Linked DNA regions of Mus musculus: regions 2 and 3 are each linked to region 1. Evidence: chromatin contacts called from public Hi-C and HiChIP or PLAC-seq data. All regions are on one chromosome and are shown on one strand. The core of a region is the stretch at or near the end of the contact, and the rest is flanking DNA. Distances in the headings are between cores, read along the strand shown. Region 1 has its middle 17 kb from the start of Gm4035. Region 2 has its middle 5.6 kb from the start of Gm40918. Region 3 has its middle 19 kb from the start of Gm40918.

Region 1 (2,698 bases), core at 105-2,604:
GGTGTGTCTTTAAGGTCGGATACTTTGTCACAGCCACAAGAAAAGTAACTAAAGTCACAGCAAAAATAACTTTATAATTCTTAAGAAAAAAACAAAAACAGAAACAAAAAACCAAAACAAAACCCTAGCTTCTTAAAATGAAGCACCTTCCTCTTGGAAAGGACAGACTAAATGTTGAGTTTAAGCTGTGGTAAGGTCTGAGAGAATGTTCTTGGGGATGGCTGCTATAGAGGCAGTGCCCAAGTTGTTGGGGGGTGGGGGGTGGGGAGAAGAAAGGGCAGATAATCAAGAAATAGCACCTTGTTGGCGAGGCCATTGCTTCTCTAAAGTGGATTTGTATAGAGAGGTCCCAGGAGAACCTCGTTAAGATGTTGATAATTTCAAACAGAAGCCTGTCGGGGCAGTGGTGGGGGCGTGGCGTATTCTGCAAGCTCCTAGTTGGTGTTACCGTTGTTCCTGTGAGGACCACGTGTAAGAGGCTAAGGCGTTAAACTGTATTTTTTGTCTCTTTCTGTGCGTGTTCCCCTTTAAATGTCTGCAGGAACACTGAGGGCGAGGCCTCCCAAGGGCATCAGCTGCCTTTGGGGAGTTTAGGAAGTGGAGCAGCGCCCTCTTGAGGCCATAAGGCAGAGGTGCTGGGAAGGAGGTCCACCAAAGGTCTGCGGAATCAAGCCAGGTAGCCATTTCCTAAGCCAAAGGATCGTCTCAGCTCGTTTTCTTAAACGGGCCTCATCATAGAAAGACATGAATCTTGGGAAACAGCTTCAGAAAAATCTTTGCGAGCTTTTGATGCTGCCTGGTGGTGGTGGTGACTTTTTTCTCCATTTCTTACAAATCAGTAGAATGTGTTTATTGCCATATAAATCTAATTTCCCCCTACACTAAATTTCTACCTTAGCAAGATGCAATTGATCTAAGCAGTGTGCTCATGGGGGTATGCCCTCCCTCGCTTGATGGGGACTACCTGCCTATCCCATCCCCCAAGTCCGAGATTCCATCTCCTCCCCACTTCTCCATCTCTCCTGGCTCCTCTGTCTTGACTTTGCCCATAGCCTAGCAGAACTCTCTTGCCTTTGGTCTCTGCTATGGGTGGTCCAAGGTCAAGCATGGTGAATGCAACATTCCAGACTTCCAAACACAACACTCTGGAGAGACCGTTCTCTTTCATAGACCTGTCTGTCCTCCTTTGGTTCAGTTCCATCTTCCTGGCTAGACACCATCCCTCACTGGACTCCCTCGCCGCCCGTGCTAGAGACCATGTTTTCTGCCTTCTGACTCAGTTCCACCCCCCTGGCCAGGCCACACCCTATTTGCTAGGCTCTGCTGCCTTAGCTAGATCACTCCCTTCCGGATATACCTCGCCTTCCAGGGCAGACCTGGTTAGACTCCTCCCTCCTGGATAGATACACAGGCACACAGTTAACCCCCACCTCTGGTTTTCTTCCCTACAGCTTCCTGGTGGAGGAGTTTGGCGGAGGCAGGGATTCAAAGCGATCCCTCAGGGTCGCGCTTCCCAGTTGTTTATGGGTCTCCTGAGAGCAACGGTTCTCACACTGGCCAGTTTCTCTAAAGAGGCAAGTGTTCTCCGAGCCCAACCTGATGACATAGATTTCGGGCCACCCCAGTTCTGCAGAATGCACGTCTCGAGGGAGAAGTCTGGAAATCTGCACTGCCACACTGTTCGCCACTCCGTTTACAGGCAGGCTTGAGAAGTGCAGCTGTGGCTAGCCTAGGACCCAGCCCAGACCCCCGTGGCCATTAGGGACGCCTCCAGTCCAGTCTCCCATCGGCACCCAGCTAACTGCTGCCTCTTTTCTCACTTAGAAGATTGAGGCCATCTGTTGCGAGCTTCCTGCATTTCCTGCCCCCATCCTTGACATTCTCCACATTTCCCAGTTTGCCTCCTTCTCCTTTCTTAGAAAATAAACATCTTCCCATGGCTGGATTTCTACCCTCCTTGACCATCTCCTCTGAAACGATGACCCCCCCTCCCCCTTTGATTCTTTCTCTGTACATTTTGGTCTTTTTCTCACCAATGGATTTTTCTTTTTCTCTTTTTTTCAATTAAAAAAAATTGCCTTATGTCTTTTTCTAAATCACAAAACATCTCTCAGTAAGTTGGCTTCTCCCTCAAGCTGCCAGCTCTCCTCCCACTTCCTTCATGAGAGCATCTCATCTCTGCATGGGTCTCAGCCTAGCACTTCCCCTTTCTGATCTCACAGGGTGCCGGGTCAATGCTGTGCAAAACCCCTGCCAAGAGCCTGATTCAGTGCCCTGAGCCACTAAGCTAGAAATCGGACTTGCAATGCTGAAGACTAGATTCCAGGTTTGTCCTCAGACTGGTTACCTCATGAGTTTTGCTTTCTCAGACATTGCTGCTCAGATCCAAGGCCACATCCTTAGAACCTCCTTACAAGCACACGGCACTTAACCACCATCTGTGTATCTGTCAGCTTTCCATTACCATCACAGAGCACCCGAGCTGATGAATTTATAACAAGCAAAAGGTTACGTTGGTCCATGATTTCAGTCCATCGTCACTTGGTTTTGCTGAACTTGAGCATGTGGCTGATGAAGCTGCCGGTCTCCTAGTGACCAGGAAGCAAAAACCAAACCAAACCAAACCAAACCAGCAACCACCTAAAATCTAATAACCTCATGCAACAGCTTAACTGCCTATCAGGATCCACCTCTTAAA
Region 2 (2,698 bases), core at 137-2,636, 290 kb before region 1:
CTCAAAGGCATGCACGCCCAGCCCCACTCCCCCTTCAAAGGATGGAGTCTTGCTATGCAGAGCAAATGCTAGGATGACAGGTATGTGCCACCACACCTCTTGAGCCTCTTTTCTTTCTTGTCCCTTCTTGAGATAAGATCTCCTTATACAGCTCTAGCTAGCCTAGAATGGACCAAGCTGGCCTTGAATTCAGAGATATCCATCTGCCTCTGCCTTGCTAGTGCTGGAATTAAGGGCACACCCCACCACACCCTTTCACATCTTTAGCCTCCGAATTTGATACAGGTGACTGCCAGATGCCTGGATCCTGAATGAGGCAGCCATATCCTATGGAGCATCTGCACTCAGAATTACACACGACACATCTCCTGCCCCCCCCCCCCCAAAACCGGTACAGCTCTGTTCCCTCAGCATCTACTCTAGCTTCTTGTTCTGTGGAAAACCAGTCTTTCAAGACAATGGATTGTGGGTCAGCAGTGACTTTCCTGCAGAGCTATTTATATTTTCCTGGGAGATTCCTGGTAGTATTGCCAGTGTCTTCATCTAAATTAATATATTTTTTCTACTGCAGGGAATTTGAGGTATGTGGTGTGATAAGCCATGCAGATAATTTTTCGTGGGAGAAGGGTCCTTTCCAGCACCCCCTCTCTGTGCAAGAGACCGCACAGTTTATAAACTACCCTGTGTAGTTGCTCGGTGTCTGCTTCCTGGTCTATAAATAAATAGAGATGATGGTTTTATAATCACTTCCTGCTCTTACATTTCTGACTCCGTAAAAGAAATGATTTCTCAGAACTAGTGAGAGAGAGAGGTCACCTCCTTCATTTTTCTAGACTCTCAGGGATCACTGATTCTTATAATTTCCATTGAACATTCACACACTCAGGCACACTGCACACGATAGCTGAAAGGCGGAAGCAACCCCAGAGTATTAAAGGATAGATGGAGAAAGAGGTATGAGAAGTATAGCCCGGGAGTGTTCCTGGATCTAAAAGGAAGTCAGACAAAGTACAACATGCCTGAAAACTAAAGTCTATGTTAAAAACAGTAAGCCACTCCCATGTTCATATATACATAACATGCAAACACACAAATATACACACATGTATACATGCACCTCACACACATATATACACACAAACATATATACATACATACGTGTGCTGGTTAGTTAGCTTGTTTTTTGTCACATCTTGACACAAGCCAGAATCACCTAAAAAGAGGGAATGCCAATGCCAGGGGAAGCAAGAGGGAATTGCTTCCATTAGGTTTGCCCGTGGGGCATTTTCTTGATGAATTATTGACTCAGGAGGGCCCAGCCCACTGTGGGTGGTGCTACCCCTGGCAAGTGATCCTGAGTTTTATCAAATAGCAGAATAAGCCTCAGAAAACTAGCCAGTAGGCAGCGTTTCTCCAAGTCCACTGTCTCAGCATCGCCCTCCAGGTTCCGGCATGAGTCTCTGCCCTGTCTTCACTTCATGCTGGACTGTGACTGGCATGGGTGAGCTGAATAAGTCCTTTCCTCTCCAAGATGCTTTTAGTCATGGTATTATCACTGCAGTAGAAAGCAAACTAAAACACAACATGACACACACACACACACACACACACACACACACACATCCCTACATGAATCTACTAATCGCTACCTAGAAGAGACCAATGTGAAGAAACAGACCAGTGTTGTCAGCCTTAGAGAGAAAGAGAAATGAGGAATGTTGTCTTTGGTTGTTAGAGTTTCTATTGTTACTAGACCAGGCTGGCCTTGCAAGTGCTGGAATTAAAGGCACACCCCACCACACCCTTTCATATCTTTAGCTTCCCCTCACTTCAGATCTGATTATTTGAAAGTATGTAACACACACACACACACACACACACACACACACACACACACACACACATATATATATATATATATGTTTTTTGAGACAGGGTTTCTCTGTATAGCCCTGGCTGCCCTGGAACTTACTTTGTAGACCAGGCTGGCCTCGAACTCAGAAATCCGCCTGCCTCTGCCTCTGCCTCCCGAGTGCTGGGATTAAAGGCGTGCACCACCACCGCCCAGTGTAACTTATTGATATTAAGAACAATGTTGTTACAAAACCGTCAACTGTCCCCAGAGCTCTTCCATTTCCTGATCTGGAACCCAAGCACTCTCATGCCCATCTCTTCCAGTCCTGGTGTGTATGTGTGTGTGTGTGTGTCTGTCCACAAACGTGCTACAGTGCTTGTGTGGAGGTCAGAGAACAGCCTGTGGGAATGGATTCTTTCCTTCCTCCAAGCGGGTCCTGACGAGAACTCACTTCATTAGGCTTAGCAGCAAGCACTTTGCCCACTGAGCTGTCTCATCAGTCCATCACATCTGTAAAGTGACCCAGTCCAGACACCTTAAATAAGTAGAATCACTAATATCATTGTGAATGTGTGGTGGTTTGAATGTGGTTGGCCCAGATAGCAGCATCATTAGGAGATGTTGCCTTGGTGGAGGAAATGTGTCACTGTGGGTGTGGGCTTTAAGGCACTCATCCTAGCTACCTGGAAGCCAGTCTTCTTTTTGTCTTCAAAACAAGATGAACTCTCAGCTCCTCCTGCTCCATGCTTGCCTAGGTGCTGCCATGTTTCAGCTTTGATGATAATGGACTGACCCTCTGAGCCTGTAACCCAGCCCCAAGTAAATGTTTTCCTTAATAAGAGT
Region 3 (2,698 bases), core at 149-2,648, 260 kb before region 1:
GGGGGTAGGGGTGGGGTCATGGGAGGGTGGTGGTGGTGGAGGGGGTATCCATTCAGTTGCCCTCAAATGGTCCAAACCTGAGTGGAACTCTAAGCTGGAGGCTAGAAGTACCATAGGCTTCATCTTGAAAGTCTCCTGAGGAGAGCCAAAGTCAGTTACTGGTGAGTAGAAGCAGGAGCAGGAAGCAGGAGCAGGAAGCAGGGTGCCCGAGGGTGGTATTCCACATCAGGTGTTACTGGGTGGCCTATCTATGGGTGTCATTTACAACACACACCATCTGGCAGCTTCACCTCTTAACTAGTCTTGCTAAGAACATGGTGAACTCTTAAAGTCCTCATTTAAAAATGCTCCACAAACAAAAAGCTCAGGGCCTTGGGGGCAAAGCCTTGGCCTTTTTGTTTGCAGATCTGTTTGAGACAGAGGGTTTCATGTGCAATTCAGGAGCACAGGTGCCTTCTGCAGAAGGCTGGCTTAACAAGACCCACCTGCTATGACAGGGCACCAAGGCTAGAGTCTGGGAGACTGGGTAAAAGGTAACAGAAATAGTAAGGGCCTGGGTCTAAGATGGAATGGTTGCTGGAGAGGGGAGGAGACAATTAGACAATGTAGCCAGTTGGTCTTGGGTGTGTGTGAGGAAGAGGAAGTTGGGAAGAGCCCAGGCTGTCTGGTTGTTTGAGCATCACGTTTTGGTAGGTGCCCAGGATGAAGAGGATAAGAGTGGTGAATTTGGGTAGCTAGTTGGGACAATGAAGGAAATGACTGCAGTGTTGGATCCGGGAGCCTAGGATCCAGAGGCAGGTCTGGAGATAAGGTTTATGAGTCATGCTATGCAGGTAGCAGTTGAAGCTGTGGGTGGGATAGCCCAGGGGACTGTGTGTAAGGAGACAGGCTGGAGAGGGTAGGTGAAGACCTGAGAAACCACAGCTGCTTTCCGTTCCGATTCAAATCCTACTCAAGTCCTTTGTCCCATGATCCTCATCCAAACCCACAGCCCACATCGATTGCGTCATCCTTCACTCCTCCCAGGAATCTGAGTTTCTTGTCATGTTCCACCTAACGTGGGACCGCACTGAGTTGTCTTGGGGCCAACAAAGGTATTTTTTGTTCTTTGCTGCTAGGGTTTGCTTTTTGCCTTTGAAACCTGTTGCTAGGTCTAATGAAAGCATGGCTCTCATTTGGGGTGGGGGTGGGGGGGTCTCATTTCTGCTTCCTCCAAATCAGTTAGCCCTGGGCACAAATCCTCCCTATGTGTGTTTTGATGGGCCCCCTGCTACAGGAGCTTCATTAAAGATTCTGGTTCGGTGAACGTTTTGATTAGAGGACAAAGCTCAGGTCCCCTAGAAAGAGTTCACAATCCATTTCCTCCTTGCCAACACTGGGGCTCAGGGCTGACTCAGTAAGTCAATATGTCTCGGGTCTGCTTGGTGGATCCCAAACCCCGTTTCGGAGAGCAATCTGGAAGGAGAGATAGTCGTCTGTGCCCTTACTTTTAAGCAGATGGCCAGTGGTTTATTTTTTACTACAAATTAGTTAGACGGTGATGCTGGACAGTAGAGCATGGGAATCATTGTTTATTTTGGGAAAAAAATTAAGATTCCATTAATCCAGCTGTAATGGGGGATCAGTACTGGAAAGACTGGTTAGGGACCTTCATGAGCCAGGTTGCTGGAAGGAAGGATGGCTCAGAAGCACTGCTCAGTGCTTTCTCTGCTAACTGGGGTTATCTGCCAGCGAAGGTGCAGCTGATCCCTGGGACATTTGCACCAGGCAGTTTCTGAACTTTAACCTACTGTCGCAATCAGGATTCTGTGTGCGTATGTGGGAGTCACAGGATCTGGGCCCCCAAGCAGGGGTTACTAGACTACAGGCATGCTCTGACTGTACCTGGCCCAGGCTGCAAAGGGTGCCATGGCCTGTGGGTTAGTTCTTGTGTATAAACAGGGGCTGGGCATCCAGTGAGACACCGTGACTCCTGGAGAAGGCAGTGTGATTCAGAGAGCTTGGTCTCTCCACGGGGGCTCCCCTCTGCTCCAGGGGCAGAGGTTGACAGTGTTTGTGACAACGATTGGGTCGTCCTATTGTTTGCTCATCTGGCTGTGTGCTCTGAGTGTGCACTCTTGGTTGTTTGTTTTTTCCTCCAGAGATTTTAGATGATTTTCCTTCCTGCCCAAGCTGTCTGTGGACCGACAGTGTGAATCACAAGGTGATTGCCCTGCATTCACCATGCAGAGCACCCAGACGTGTTTCAGCTGAACAAGTGCTGGGAGTTCCAGCTTTGCAAAGTCAGGGCTGATACTTGCTTGGCACTGGCAGGCGTTTCCACCCTTTGCTTCTGCCCAGAGTTCTCCTTTTTCTCTGCACTACCCCTCTGTCGTGCTTGCCACCATCCTTCCTCCTCCTCTGGATTCTTTAGCCCAAGGATGCACAGTGGCTTTCTTTGAACTGACTGAAGTTTTCCATGCTGCAAGTTAGGAGGATATTTGTCCCTAGCCTACATACCCAAACTCATTTCAGCCTTTCTGTATCCTTTTAGGTTTAAAGGCATCTCAGGAAGCAGATGAGCAACTCCATTTAGGACAGTGCCATTACTACTAGTAGACCCTACTCTGTCTCTTGTTACTTCTTCATATATGTGACATTTGTAACAGTGGGTAATGTAATCTCACTTTTTTTTTTTTTAATTTCACTTTGGCAAGAG

The links. A called contact is a pair of places that touch in the nucleus more often than the background predicts. HiChIP or PLAC-seq counts read pairs in DNA pulled down with a chosen protein or histone mark.
Region 2: a Hi-C map of bone marrow-derived macrophages shows a contact between it and region 1, with 27 read pairs. The contact joins two enhancer-like sites. A contact is called at or near these places in 1 of 15 datasets of contacts at CTCF or cohesin (large pre-B cells), 6 of 484 Hi-C or Micro-C datasets (the G1E-ER4 cell line, bone marrow-derived macrophages, extraembryonic endoderm stem cells and 2 more) and 19 of 115 datasets of contacts at active chromatin or transcription factors (acute myeloid leukemia, bone marrow-derived macrophages, embryonic basal ganglia and 12 more).
Region 3: a contact with region 1 is called in an H3K27ac HiChIP or PLAC-seq map of hepatocytes, with 5 times the contacts expected there. The contact joins two enhancer-like sites. A contact is called at or near these places in 6 of 484 Hi-C or Micro-C datasets (the AML12 cell line, bone marrow-derived macrophages, granulocyte-monocyte progenitors and 2 more), 14 of 115 datasets of contacts at active chromatin or transcription factors (the HPC-7 cell line, bone marrow-derived macrophages, embryonic stem cells and 8 more) and 1 of 9 other capture datasets (embryonic stem cells).

Annotation. Positions count from the first base shown.
Region 1 is chr13:37,451,222-37,453,919 of GRCm38.p6, reverse strand. No RefSeq gene overlaps it. Among named protein-coding and RNA genes, the nearest start is that of Gm4035, 17 kb to the right of the region's middle. Within about 2 kb of position 1,354, at least 268 of the 459 cell types and tissues checked have an H3K27ac peak or open chromatin away from gene starts, as enhancers often do. A contact at or near this core is called in acute myeloid leukemia, bone marrow-derived macrophages, granulocyte-monocyte progenitors and 6 more, where this site is marked.
Region 2 is chr13:37,738,954-37,741,651 of GRCm38.p6, reverse strand. No RefSeq gene overlaps it. Among named protein-coding and RNA genes, the nearest start is that of Gm40918, 5.6 kb to the right of the region's middle. Within about 2 kb of position 1,386, at least 27 of the 459 cell types and tissues checked have an H3K27ac peak or open chromatin away from gene starts, as enhancers often do. A contact at or near this core is called in acute myeloid leukemia, bone marrow-derived macrophages, hepatocytes and 1 more, where this site is marked.
Region 3 is chr13:37,714,646-37,717,343 of GRCm38.p6, reverse strand. No RefSeq gene overlaps it. Among named protein-coding and RNA genes, the nearest start is that of Gm40918, 19 kb to the left of the region's middle. Within about 2 kb of position 1,398, at least 44 of the 459 cell types and tissues checked have an H3K27ac peak or open chromatin away from gene starts, as enhancers often do. A contact at or near this core is called in bone marrow-derived macrophages, granulocyte-monocyte progenitors, hepatocytes and 5 more, where this site is marked.